2 separate regions of the Mus musculus genome follow, and region 2 is linked to region 1. The links are chromatin contacts, called in public promoter capture Hi-C maps. All regions are on one chromosome and are shown on one strand. Each heading gives the region's core, a stretch centred on a gene start, on an enhancer-like site or on the middle of the called end of the contact. The rest is flanking DNA. Distances are from core to core; before and after follow the strand shown. Region 1 holds the start of R3hdm2 (R3H domain containing 2). Region 2 holds the start of Nxph4 (neurexophilin 4).

Region 1 (6,336 bases), core at 3,757-6,256:
GTCTGGTCTATTTTCCGAATGCAGTTTAACTGTGTTTGGCTAAACCCGCAAACATGGAACTTACAGCTAAGGAGATCTGGCTGCAATTTCTGTCCCTCAGCTCTTTTTTTTTTTTTTTTACCCCCTCTGACTGTTTGAAACAGTTACCCAAGCTATCCTGGAATGCACAGTAATCCTCCTGCCTCAGCCTCTCAAGCAGCGTGATTACAGACATAAACCATCACATCAAACATATTCACACCTTTCTTTAAGAAGCACTGCTTCTTTGTTTGCTTGTTTACTTAATGTATGGGTGTTCTGCTTAAGTGTAAGTCTGTGAATGTGCATGCCTGGTGCTTATAGAAAGCAGAAGAGAATGTAGGCGCCATGGAGCTAGAGTTATGGATAGCTGTAAACTTCCATGTGGGCCCTGGGAATCAGATCCAGGTTCTGCAAGAACACGTGCTCTTCACCCACAGCCGTGCTCCAGCTCACACTCATGAACACGTGCTCTTCACCCCACAGCCGTGCTCTAGCTCACACTCATGTCTTTTTAATATTCTACTTGGCAGAGGAGTAAGTATAGGGCTGGAGAGATGGCTCAGCAGGTAAGAGCACTGACTGCTCTTCCAGAGGTCCTGAGTTCAAATCTCAGCAACCACATGGTAGCTCACAACCCATCTGGAATGAGATCTGACGCTCTCTTCTGCTATGTCTGAAGACAGCTACAGTGTACTTATAAGTAAATCTTTGGGCCAGAGCAAGCAGGGTCAACTGGAGCGAGCAGAGGTCCTAAAAATTCAATTCCTAACAAGCACATGAAGGCTCATAACCATCTGTACAACTACAGTGTACCCGTATACATAAAATAAATAAATAAATAAATCTTTTTTAAAAAAGAGAGCGAGAGTAAGTATAAAATACTTCTACTTCTGGGCTGGAGAGATGGCTCAGTGGTTAAGAGCACTGAGTGCTCTGCCAAAGGTCCTAATAAGTTCAATTTCCAGCAACCATGTGATAGTTCACAACCATCTTTAATGGGACTAGATGCCCTCTTCTGGTGTGTCTGAAGACAGCTGCAGTGTACTCATATACATAAAAAATAAATCTTTTTAATTTTTAATTTAATTTTATTTGTAATTCATTTTTTACACTCCATATTCCATTCCCCACCCCTCCCCACCCACCTTCCCCACCCCATCCCATCTCCATGTGGACGTCCCCACCCCCCACCCCACCTGACCTCTAAACTCCCTGGGCCTCCAGTCTCTTGAGGGTTAGGTGCTTCATCTGAATGAACACAGACCCAGCAGTCCTCTACTGTATGTGTGTTGGGGGGCCTCATAAAGAAAAGAAAATACTTCTACTGCCTATGTACACATTCACACCAACCCTTCCACTCCACAGATACACACGTGAATTGGGACAAACACTTGGAAGGTCTGAATCATTAAGTGAATCAATACTGTGCTGTGGGCCAGTTGTGCTGATGCCCACTTCTAATCCCAGCACCTATGAAGTAGAGGCAGGCTGATCTCTGTGACTCTGAGACCAGCCTGGTTGGTCTACACAGCAAATTCCAGGAATATTAGAATATTCCTAATTAATTCAGTCTACTTGATGAATCACTATAGTGCCTAGATTGAGTAAAGCAGAACCCTGTACCTGTAGAACTATATCCCCAGATAGACAAATAAACCTCAGTGTCATCAAGGACCAAACTGCACTAATGCTTTCAGACCCAACAATGTGCCTCAGGCCCACGCCATTACCCAACTCGAGGCCAAAGCAGGACGACCTTAAGTGCGAGCTACACAAATCTAAGGCCAACAGCATAACCTTGTCTCTCAAAACAACAGAAGGGAGGAAAGGAAGAAGGGAGGGGGGGGACTGAAGGGAAAAAGAAGAGAAGTGCCATTCATCCACTTGACTGTGGGTTCAGTATCAAAGAAGAATATTCCTAATTAATGAAGGGGATATTAAAATACTATGACTTCCCCCAACTACATGTCTTTGGGGCTGGCTTTTCTTCATATACTTGAACCAAACAAGGCATCTTAATAAACTGAAGGCAAACTGTAACAAGAGAATCCAAATGTCGTCTGTTAGGTTAGATATTAGAGATTTGCAAAAATTCAAAACATGGCTAGGAAGATATCTCAGTTGTAGTGTTTTCCTAGTACATAAAAGGCCCTAAGTTTGATTCTTAGTGCTAATAAATAAATAATTTTTTTAAAAATTAAAATAAACAAAATAATGCCCACCTTTCTCACTGAATTGTGTTTAAAGTTGTTTGGTTGTTTGGTGTTAGGTTTTGGGGTTGTTTGTTTGTTTGTTTTAGGTATAGGAACTGGGGAGGTAATTCAGTGGGTACATACCTACTGCACACACATGAGGAATGAGGTTGCAAGTTCACCAGCTACATAAATATGGGCACAGTGTTTCATTCTGAAGCCTCAGTGCTGGAGTCAACAGGCAGACACGGGGCACCAGCTGACCAGGCAGAGACAGGCAGACACGGGGCACCAGCTGACCAGGCAGAGACAGGCAGACACGGGGCACCAGCTGACCAGGCAGAGACAGGCAGACACTGGGCACCAGCTGACCAGGCAGAGACAGGCAGACACGGGGCACCAGCTGACCAGGCAGAGACAGGCAGACACTGGGCACCAGCTGACCAGGCAGAGACAGGCAGACACTGGGCACCAGCTGACCAGGCAGAGACAGGCAGACACGGGGCACCAGCTGACCAGGCAGAGACAGGCAGACACGGGGCACCAGCTGACCAGGCAGAGACAGGCAGACACGGGGCACCAGCTGACCAGGCAGAGACAGGCAGACACGGGGCACCAGCTGACCAGGCAGAGACAGGCAGACACGGGGCACCAGCTGACCAGGCAGAGACAGGCAGACACGGGGCACCAGCTGAGCAGCCAACCTAGCTCGAACACTGAGCCCTAGCTTGTCTCAAAAATAAGGTTGAAAACAATAAAAATAAATTTTAAAAAATAGAGGGGCTGGAGAGATGGCTCAGCAGCTAAGAGCACTGACTGCTCTTCCAAAGGTCCTGAGTTCAAATCCCAGCAACCACGTGGTGGCTCACAGCCATCTTATAACAGGATCTGATGCCCTCTTCTGATGTGTCTGAAGACAGCAACAGTGTATTCATACATAAAAACAGAGAGAGAGAGAGAGAGAGAGAGAGAGAGAGAGAGAGAGTGAGTAGAGGGGAGCTGGAGAGGTGGTTCACCCACTAAGGACGCTTGTTGTTCTTGCAGAGGATGCAAGTCTGTTGTTTAGCATCCACATCAGGTGCCTCACAACAGCACGCACTCCAGCTCCAGAGAATCTACCACCCTCTGCCGGCCAACCCAAGTTCCTACACGTGTTTGTACACATACACAAGCACTGGTAAATACAATTCCTAAAAAAGACAGACAGACAGAAAGGGAGGGAAGGAGGATAGGACATCGAACACTCAATGTTGACCTCCGGCTTCCAGACATGTGAGCACAGGCACATGCACTCTTATGCATATATGTATACACAAAGTTACAGACATTATCAATATATAAGAAGAATGTTACATTTGATGAATCAATATTTAAAATTTTTTTCTTAGTTTTAATCCATAATAGGGTTCAATATTGATAAATATAATACACATAAGCAAAAGTTTCCTTTTTTTTTTTTTGTTTTTGTTTTGTTTTGTTTTGTTTTTTTTTCGGTTTTTCGAGACAGGGTTTCTCTGTGTAGCCCTGGCTGTCCTGGAGCTCACTCTGTAGACCAGGCTGGCCTCAAACTCAGAAATCCGCCTGCCTCTGCCTCCCGAGACAGGTGTGCACCACCACACCCAGCTCAAGCAAAAGTTTCTTACTGTCCATAATAGGTTTTGTTTTCTAGTTGGACTTCAGTTTCTTTCCTCCAAAATTGTTATTCTTTTCATGTATACACATGGTTTGCCACATGTGTGTCTGTGCACCCTGTCCATGCACTACTGCCTTCAGGGGCAAGAAGGAGTCAGACCCACTGGAACTGGAGTTATAGACCTTTGTGAGCAGCCTGGGTCTTAAGGAATAGACAGTGATCTTAATTGCTGTGATATTCATTCAAACCCTATAACTTTTTTAAAAATAACTTATTTATTTTTAATTTACATGCATATATGTCTGTCTGTGTGAAGATGTAGGATTCCCTGGAACTGTTACAGACATTTGTGAACTGCAGTGTGGGTACTGGGAATTGAACCTGGGTCCTCTGGAAGAGCAACTAGCTCTTGAACCATTGAACCATCTCTCCATTCCCATAACAACTTTTAAAAGAGCAAAAAGTAGCCTTATTTTATTTTTTTTACTTTTACCATGTTATTGAACATTCTATTTACATTAATTTTTCTCCTCAATCTATGATGAAGTTTTATACTTTCAAACATCCCCAGAATGTCTTACTATGCAATAATAGCATTACTTTCCCTGCTACCAAATGATGCACTAAAGATATTTACTATAGAATAGTTTTCTATTTTAAATTCTACTTAATCTAAATTATGTACTCAAAGTACCCCTCCTCGGCTGGAAAGATGGCTCAGTGGCTAAGAGCACTGACTGCTTGTCTGAAGGTCCTGAGTTCAAATCCCAGCAACCACATGGTGGCTCACAACCATCCATAATGAGATCTGATGCCCTCTTCTGGGTGTCTGAGTTCAGCTACAGTGTACTTACATATAATAAATATTAAAAAAAAAAAAAAACAAAAAGAAAAAAAAAACAAAGTACCCCTCCTTAAGTCTACCTTTCCTTATGTTGATGGTCCGTACAGGTACACAGGTTATTTGCTGCTCAAACTGTATGAACTCCGAAAACAATCCAAGCATCACAAGCGTTACCTGTAAGCCCCAGTGTGATGCTTACCTGATTTCTAGCACAGATATGGTGCTGGCTCCTCCATCCAGGCGGGATCTTAGGAACTGTATCAGGTTTACTGCTGAGAGACACTGAGGAAGGACAGGGTCGCCTCTTGCAATGCACCTGAGAAAGAAAAAGAATCCTTCACTACATCAAATCCAGGCTCTAATCCACTTTCAGCAACATGGCAGTGAACTAAAATTCTTAGAACAGTTCTGACTTTTTACTGGTCTCTGTGGTTTTTTTTTTTTTTTTTTTTTTTTTTTTTGGGTTTTTGGTTTTTTGAGACAGGGTTTCTCTGTGTAGCCCTGGCTGTCCTGGAACTCACTTTGTAGACCAGGCTGGCCTTAAACTCAGAAATCCGCCTGCCTCTGCCCCCCCCCCCCCCCCCAGTGCTGGGATTAAAGGCGTGCACCACCACGCCCAGCTTTGGTCTCTGTGTTTTAATTAAATGGTGTGAGTGACGGTACAAAAATCATTTTGAAGCTACATATATTATTCCTAACTCTGAAAAGCTGAATACTGTCTATTAACTATAAAATCCCCAGGGATTTTAATTCTACAAAAGCCCTGTATGGTTCTAAATTTAACCAAGCAATAGAAACAGTTGGAAGATATGTAATTCCTTTTAATATCTGTGCTTTTATGTTGCCAGGCAGCTATTTCTTCAGTAATCTTAGTGCACCCAACCATATAAAAGGAAGAAATACATACAACTGACAGGTTAGTAACTGTGGTAACTGAGATATTTTCTGAGCCAGGTGTGGAACTGAGTAAACCAAAATCCCAGTGCTTGGGAAGCTGAGGCAGGAACATCAGGAGTTCAAGACCAGCACTGTCTAGATGGGATGCTGCAAAGATGGCTCAGGTGCTAAGAGAACCCACCACTCATCCAGAGGACCCAGATTTGATTCCTAGCCCTCACATGGCAGCTTACAACCATCTCTAGCTCTAGTTTCAGGGCATCTGATGCTCTCTAGTCTCCATAGGGACCAGGCACACAAGTGGTGCACAGACACACAAGTAGGTGAAATACCCAGACACATAAAATTAAAATAAAACCTAAAAGAAAATGCTATCTACAGTCAGATGGTGGTGGTGATGGTGCACGCCTTTAACCCCAACATTTAGGAGGCAGAGACAGGCAGATCTCGGAGTTTGAGGCCAGCCTGGTCTATACGGAGAGTTTCAGGACAGCCTCTGTCTCAAAAAACCAAGAGTAGGAACACGGTACTTTATGCCTACCTTATATGTCACCATATAAATAAGTACTGGTTATTTTCTGTTGCTGTGACAAAACACCATCCACAAAAGCCACTTATGGGAAAACACTACAAGGCCTCTTCCCTACACAGCTCATCCCCAAGAAGTCATCAGCACTACCTAGAACTCACTTCCTCTGATGAAGGAATTTAGTTGAGATACTATACTGCCTGAGTACATCTCAGAATAT
Region 2 (6,339 bases), core at 2,869-5,368, 140 kb before region 1:
CCGAGCATACCCCTGGAAGCTGGCGGCACGGCCTCCCCACCACGCCTGTGCAAGACACTCAACGGGGCTCCGTGTCCCAGCTTTCCTTTCCTTGGCTCTCTGGGGTTAGTTCAGGGGAGGTGGAGTCCTCTGCTGACCCTGTCTGGAAGATTTGGCTCTAGCTGAGGAAGGAGTCTTTTAGTTGAGGGAAGTCACCCCAAACCCCAGCTCCCACTTTCAGGGGCACCTCTCAGATGGCCATGCTCAGTATCCCTTCCAGACAGGCCCTCCCCTCTCTAGCGCCCCCTCTGTGGCTCCTAGGGCTGAACACATTCTTTGGTAACTGTCCCCCAAGCCTCCCATCCCCCTGAGGGCCAGGAAGAGTCGGGGCACACCAAGGAAGGGCAAGCGGGCAGCCCCATTTTGGGGACGTGAACGTTTTAATAATTTTTGCTGAATTCCTTTACAACTAAATAACACAGATATTGTTATAAATAAAATTGTAAAAAAGGAAAAAAAAAAGAAAAGAAAAGAAAAGAAACCCACTGTGTCTGCATGCTAATGTGAGAATTTGGGAGCTGGGGCTGTGCTTGCCTGTTCCAGCCACCAGAGGGAGCATTGCTGCATGCTGGAGGCTGGCCTGAGAATCCTAAGGTCCACGTCTCCAGCCCCACTCCATCCTCCTGTCTTGCTATGGCAGGGAAGAGCTGTTTTGCTCAGTGTATGACCTTGAGCCTTATGATGTGACTGGTAGGATCTGGTGTCACCCGGCCCCAGTGCATTGACTCAGACATGTGCTTCACTGTTCTCCTGCCCTACACTGGCCCCACAGTGAGATGCCACCCTAGAAAAAAGCACACTGGGTAATGAAGGCCTTTAGGAAGGTCTGCTCCATGCTCCTTTTGAAATGTTGACATCTCACTCTATGACCTATGAGTAAAACCCTGGCTGTTGGGCCAGCAGAATGGCTGGGTGGGCAAAACACTTGACTTTGCAAGCCTGGTAGCCTGCGTTTGCTCTTGGAACCCATGTAAGAGTGGGCAAGACCACCGGGCAGTGGTGGCGAACGCCTTTAATCCCTGCACTTAGGAGGCAGAGGCAGGCGGATTTCTGAGTTCCAGGACAGCCAGAGCTACACAGAGAAACCCTGTCTCGAAAAACAACAACAACAACAGCAAAAAAAAAAAAAAAAAAAAAAAAAAAAAATGGGCAGGACCAGCTCCGTAAAATTATTCTCTGACCTCCATATGTACGCTTTGGCAAACACAGAATTTTTTTTTTTAATTAAATACCTGCATTAGGGGATGAGATAGAGGGGAGGAGAGCCAGCAAGGCTCAGTTTGCCCATCAGCTTCCGACATATGCCTCTCTCTCAACAAACATTGCAGACATTCCAGGAGTTGACCAGGAAAGGACTTACACTATCTTAGTTGTTCCAGATCTCCTTGAACCTCTTTCAAAGGGGAATGAACCCCTTGCGGAAGACTATGCAGCTTTACACTGTCCAGGACTGGGGGAGGGTTAGAACCCTGCTCTTCTAACAGCAGCAAACAATGCCTCCCAAAGGAGCTGTCCAGCTTTTCATCTCTGACCCTCCCAGGGTATTTCTCCTTTGAATCCTCCCCTCGGGGAAGCTTATGGGTAGATGAACATCCAAAGACAAGACCCTCCTTTTCTATCATCAATTTTATCTCCAACCTCATCCCTGAAGCCCGGCTATGAGATCTTCCTTGCTCCTCCAGACTCCTTATGACTCTGGGATGAGCGATCCTGCTGGGAATAAAATGGGGGTGGGGGTGGGGGTTGGGGGGGGGTCATTGTTGATCCTTAAATGTTGACTTGTGGCTCTTTCTGGCCACCAGGTGGCGTCTACACTGCTGTAACACTGCTTATCCTAAAGCTCCCCACACTAATTATGCACCTGCTGCCGAGGACCCTAGCCCAGCCTCTCACTTCCTTCCCTGGGGCTATTTTGCGCTGACCCTTCTACCCTCTGTCAGCCATCTTCCTTCCCTCCCCCAGAGTCTGCTCATTCCCCACCACCAGTAATCCCACCCTCTCCACCCCTTCCTTCTGCCAGCCTGCATCTGTAGCCCCCCCCCCCCCCGGAGCCACTGATTCTCTGCCTGTCACCTCAAGATCTCGGGTAGAACAAGACAGGCCCCCAACTGCTGCTTTAGAAAGCCTACCCCTTCGTTAGCACCCTCCCTCTCTGGCCAGGACCAGAAGGGTGCACTATCTTCAACCAAGCCAAATGCAAGGGAGTCTCAAAAACCAAAAAGGACACTGACTGATTCAGATCAGATTGAAAAGCAGATATTCTTAGATGGAAAGAGTCAGGGACAGAGGCAAAGACCCAGAGATAAGTACTGTGCACATGTGTGTATGTGTGCATGCACTTGTAATCTCTGAGAGAATTGGACGGCCTGAGATTAGCTAAAACGATGGTGATGGGGAGGGTCAGGTCTCCTACAGATAGATACTTTGGCCGTGGGCTTCTAGGCACCCAGGATGTGTGACCACCCTTTGCCTTCACCCAGAACTAAAGCAGCTCCTTTGCTTAGGGTCAGCCCTGGCCAGCCATTTGGCCTTGTCCCTGACACTTTGTCTCATCCTGCCTTTATTCGTTCAGCCCTGACTGCACCCCAAATCGCTGCTCCCTGGTTTTTGTCTCCTTGAGTGTCACCAAGTACACCCCTGTCCTTTCCCTGACCCTCTTTTCAGTGTCTGTCACTTCCTGTGTGTCTGTTATTTTCATATCCCTAGGCTTGTCTTTCAGATTGCCTGTGTGTGTGTGTGTGTGTGTGTGTGTGTGTGTGTGTGTGTGTCCCTGTGGGTATTTGCCTCTGTCAAGGCAAGAGGTACTTTGGGTACCTAGCTGTTTCTGTATATCACTGTATGCTACTGTGTGTATAAATCATGTGTGTCCGTCTCTGTGTGCTTATGTGCCTCTGTGTATGCTGGTCTGTATGTGAAGTGGCCTCACTGCTACAGTGTAGCAGGGTACTATTACAGTGGGGTAAGACTGGAGACACACCTTGGGATGTGTGTCTGTCTCTTCATCTCTTTGCATGGTCCTATCTCTTGCTGTCTAGGTGTTGGTCATACTACCTACTCAGCCTCAGACACAGCGCATAGCAACAGCTGACAGCTGAAGACTCCCTGGGTAGGGGAGAGAGAGAAAGACCAGTGGGAGGAGGAAACACGAAGAAACAGCCCTGAGGATGAGAACAGAGACCGTGCTGGAGCTGGGGACAGAGAGAGACAAGGACAGAGATAGACAGGGAAGGGGACGGGATGAGAAGAGCTGAGAGTGGAAGATGGGATTGTGGGAGAGAAAGCACAGGGCTCGTACCAAGAGGGGCAGAAGGCACTGAGGACTTCCTGCCTAGCACCAAACAAGGGTGCTCTGGATCAGGCCAGGGTCAACAGTGCGGATCAGGGGCTAACTTAAAAGAGCCGGTTTAGCCAAGGGGTCCGGGGGCCGCAGAGGTGCCGCGGGGCGGGGACAGGGCGGCGGGCGCCGTTTGTCAGCCCTATTGACAGACGTGATGGGGTTTCCGTCCGTGATCAATGATTCTCATCTCCAGGCCGAATGAGCCGCGGGGCGCCCATCCATCCCCGTCAGCGCCGCGCTCAGTGCTAGTCGCCCGAGGCCCCGCCCGCCCTCACCTCGGTCCCTGTCCGGATCACTGCCCTAGACCTACCTCTGCCAGGATTATAGAAACACCCCCCACCCATCCACCTCGGGCATCACAGGACAGGGTCCTGCTGCGTTCCCTAGCCTGTGTATGGGAACTCATGCTCCGCGACGACCCCTTCCCGCTCACAGTTCAGGGCCTAGAGTCCCACGCCCTATTGTAGCCCTCATCTGCCCCAAGACCTGGCGTCTTTGGGGTGCTGCTCCCCAAACCCCTTGCCCCTCTCCAGCTTCACACCTGAGCCAGGGGTGTGTCCAGGGTGTGTCACGGTGAAAGTCACCTTCCTTGCCCCCAGCTGGGCGGGAGGGGGCGCGCGGGGCGCGGCCGGGATTGGAGCACCGCGGAGCCCCGCCCCCCCACCCCGCCCGCCCGACTCAGACCCAACTTTCTCCCCCGCCCGCGCCCCGCCCCCAGCGCCTTGCTCCGCTCCGCGCTCAGTCCGCGGGCCGAGCCGCCCGCTCCCGCTGCTCGCGCCGCCGCCCTCTGCCCGGCGTCCCTCACCCTGAGCCCAGTCCTGCCGGACTCGGGACCCGCCCTGCCCGACCCGCTCGACCGCTCGGGAAGATGCGGCTGCTCCCGGAATGGCTCCTCTTGCTCTTTGGTCCTTGGCTCCTTAGGAAGGTAAGGGTGGCAGAGCCAAGGTGCGGGGTCCGGGACACGAAGAACACTGCATGCCAGGGGGCTCCGCGCGTCCGCCCCGCCCCCAGGACTAAGCGTCCCAACTTTGTGCGTCGTGGGGGACGTGGACAGACAGACTGCCCGCTTTAGGACTGGCATGCACCCAGCAAGTTGGCTGAGGGTTAGAAGAAGGTGCAGGGTGGAGGCCCGGCTCCAGTCGGATTCAGGCGCGACGGGGGGAGGGGACGAAGCGCGACCCGCGAGTGCGCCAGACAGAGAAGGAGTGCGAGACAGACAGACAAGCCAGCGGGTGTTAGCCTAGCCTTCTTTCCGCACCTACCTCGCTTGCCTCCCTCTGTCTGTCTGTCTGTCCTTCCACCTCTCACCCTCCACCTTCCCATTCCTCTTCTCCTTGTCACAATGCCAGGTAAGCTCTGCGATCCGAGCATACATTATCCAGGCACACGCGCTTACACGGACCCACACCAGCAGGGCTGAACTTGGCTACAATCTTCCATCCCATTTCCCGCGGAGACACCATCTCCCCTGCATAACCTCACAGACACACCCCCCTCTCACGCCTGGTGGTTGTTGTCTGGGAGGGGAGTCTCTCCTTACATCTCCTTCCTGCCCCCACCCTTCTCACTGTCTCTTTTCCTGGGGTTTCTGGGTGAAGACCCAAAGGCTAAAAGGGCCCAGAGCTCATCCTGCCCGACTCTTGCCTTGAGATCTTCAGCCCATATGGGCTCACAGTGCGGACATGGAGTGTATGGGTTAAAACCAGCCCTTGTATGCATGTGTCCAGGGAATCCAGGCACTGGGACCCAAGGTGAATGTCTATGTTGGCATGCCATGGTGGAGACATTGTCTTTGCATGGTTGATTGTGCCTGCTTCAAAGCACTGCCATCTATTTGTGCCCTGAAGTGTGACCCACAAGGGTAGTTTAGACTCTGCCCCCAACTTCCTTTCTCAACTATGACCTACCCAGTTTAAGGGCAACCAGTTGGCTCCACAAGCCCTCACTCTTGGACCTCAATCCCCAGTCTTTAAGAGAAACCAGTAATTCTCCTCCAAAACGCTTGGACCCCAGGCCTGGTGTGGTGTCCTCATAACTACAATAGGGTAGACACTGCCCCAGTGAGCCAGTTAGTAGAGCCCTTGGATTCTCCCAAGCCTATCTGCCTAGTGACCTTGAGAGAACGGAAACTGGGCAATAAATAAATAAATAAATAAATAAGAAAGAATGAACGAATGGATGGATGGATGGATGGATGGATGGAAAAAAAGAAAGAAAAGAAAATAGCCCCCTAGTGTGAAAAATGCTGCCTTTGGCAAGAGCTTTCTTTGAACCTGAGGCCTGGTTTGTACCCAGGGAGACTGCAGGAGAAGGTCCAGCCCCAAACAAACCACAGTATGTGAAGGCCTGGGGTCACAGAGGAAGGAAGGATACATTGCCCTGATCCTTCCCTCCACCCCCACCAGCCTTCTCCACTCTCTTCGCATCAAATTAACTCCCCTGTGGACAGATCTGGTTTAATTTCCTTTGCCCCCTGAAGAGGAAGGAAACATCTGGTAGAGCCTTGAGGGAGAGTAAGCATGAGGATGATAGGAGAGATGGGAATCTGTCTTCCTGTGAGAAGGCTGCAGCTGTGGGGTGGCTATGTCGGAATCAGCAGGGAAGTGCCTATCTGGCATTTGGTCCAGCCTGTGGACATGTGAGGGTCTATGTTTATGTTTGGTTTCTGAATACCTGTTACTTTGCATAGGGTCATGTAAGGAAATCTGTTCTCCAATGGACTTAGGAGAAAAACAGTGGGGCGTGTGCACATGCACAGAACCCCCACCCCCCGGGGTCTCTGATGTATTTGCATGCTGGAACACATCTGTTTTTTTGCCTGTGAATCTGGGTCTGGGAGTGTGCTCATAGCTTCAAGTGCCAGCAATCACGGATTGTGAGCCTCAGAAGGGCTCACCTGATTGTGAACGCATACGTGCACTCCTGAGTGTGCCTGCGTCCAGGGATATCTTGATGCCAGAATT

Evidence for each region. Promoter capture Hi-C pulls out the DNA fragments that hold promoters and counts their contacts.
Region 2: a contact with region 1 is called in a promoter capture Hi-C map of embryonic stem cells, with 2.2 times the contacts expected there. The contact joins the promoter of Nxph4 here to the promoter of R3hdm2 in region 1. A contact is called at or near these places in 9 of 39 promoter capture datasets (the 3T3-L1 cell line, the C10 cell line, cranial neural crest and 5 more), 3 of 484 Hi-C or Micro-C datasets (centroblasts, embryonic stem cells and regulatory T cells), 5 of 115 datasets of contacts at active chromatin or transcription factors (embryonic stem cells and stem cell-derived neural progenitor cells) and 3 of 9 other capture datasets (adipose tissue, liver and pancreatic islet).

Annotation. Positions count from the first base shown.
Region 1 is chr10:127,388,981-127,395,316 of GRCm38.p6, reverse strand. R3hdm2 (R3H domain containing 2) reads right to left here and starts at 5,006. Exons shown (of 26, transcript NM_001168292.1): 1 at 4,890-5,006.
Region 2 is chr10:127,532,338-127,538,676 of GRCm38.p6, reverse strand. It overlaps Nxph4 (neurexophilin 4), which reads left to right and starts at 4,118. Exons shown (of 2, transcript NM_183297.2): 1 at 4,118-4,301. The coding sequence starts at 4,245. It overlaps Lrp1 (low density lipoprotein receptor-related protein 1), which reads left to right. Exons shown (of 89, transcript NM_008512.2): 89 at 1-520.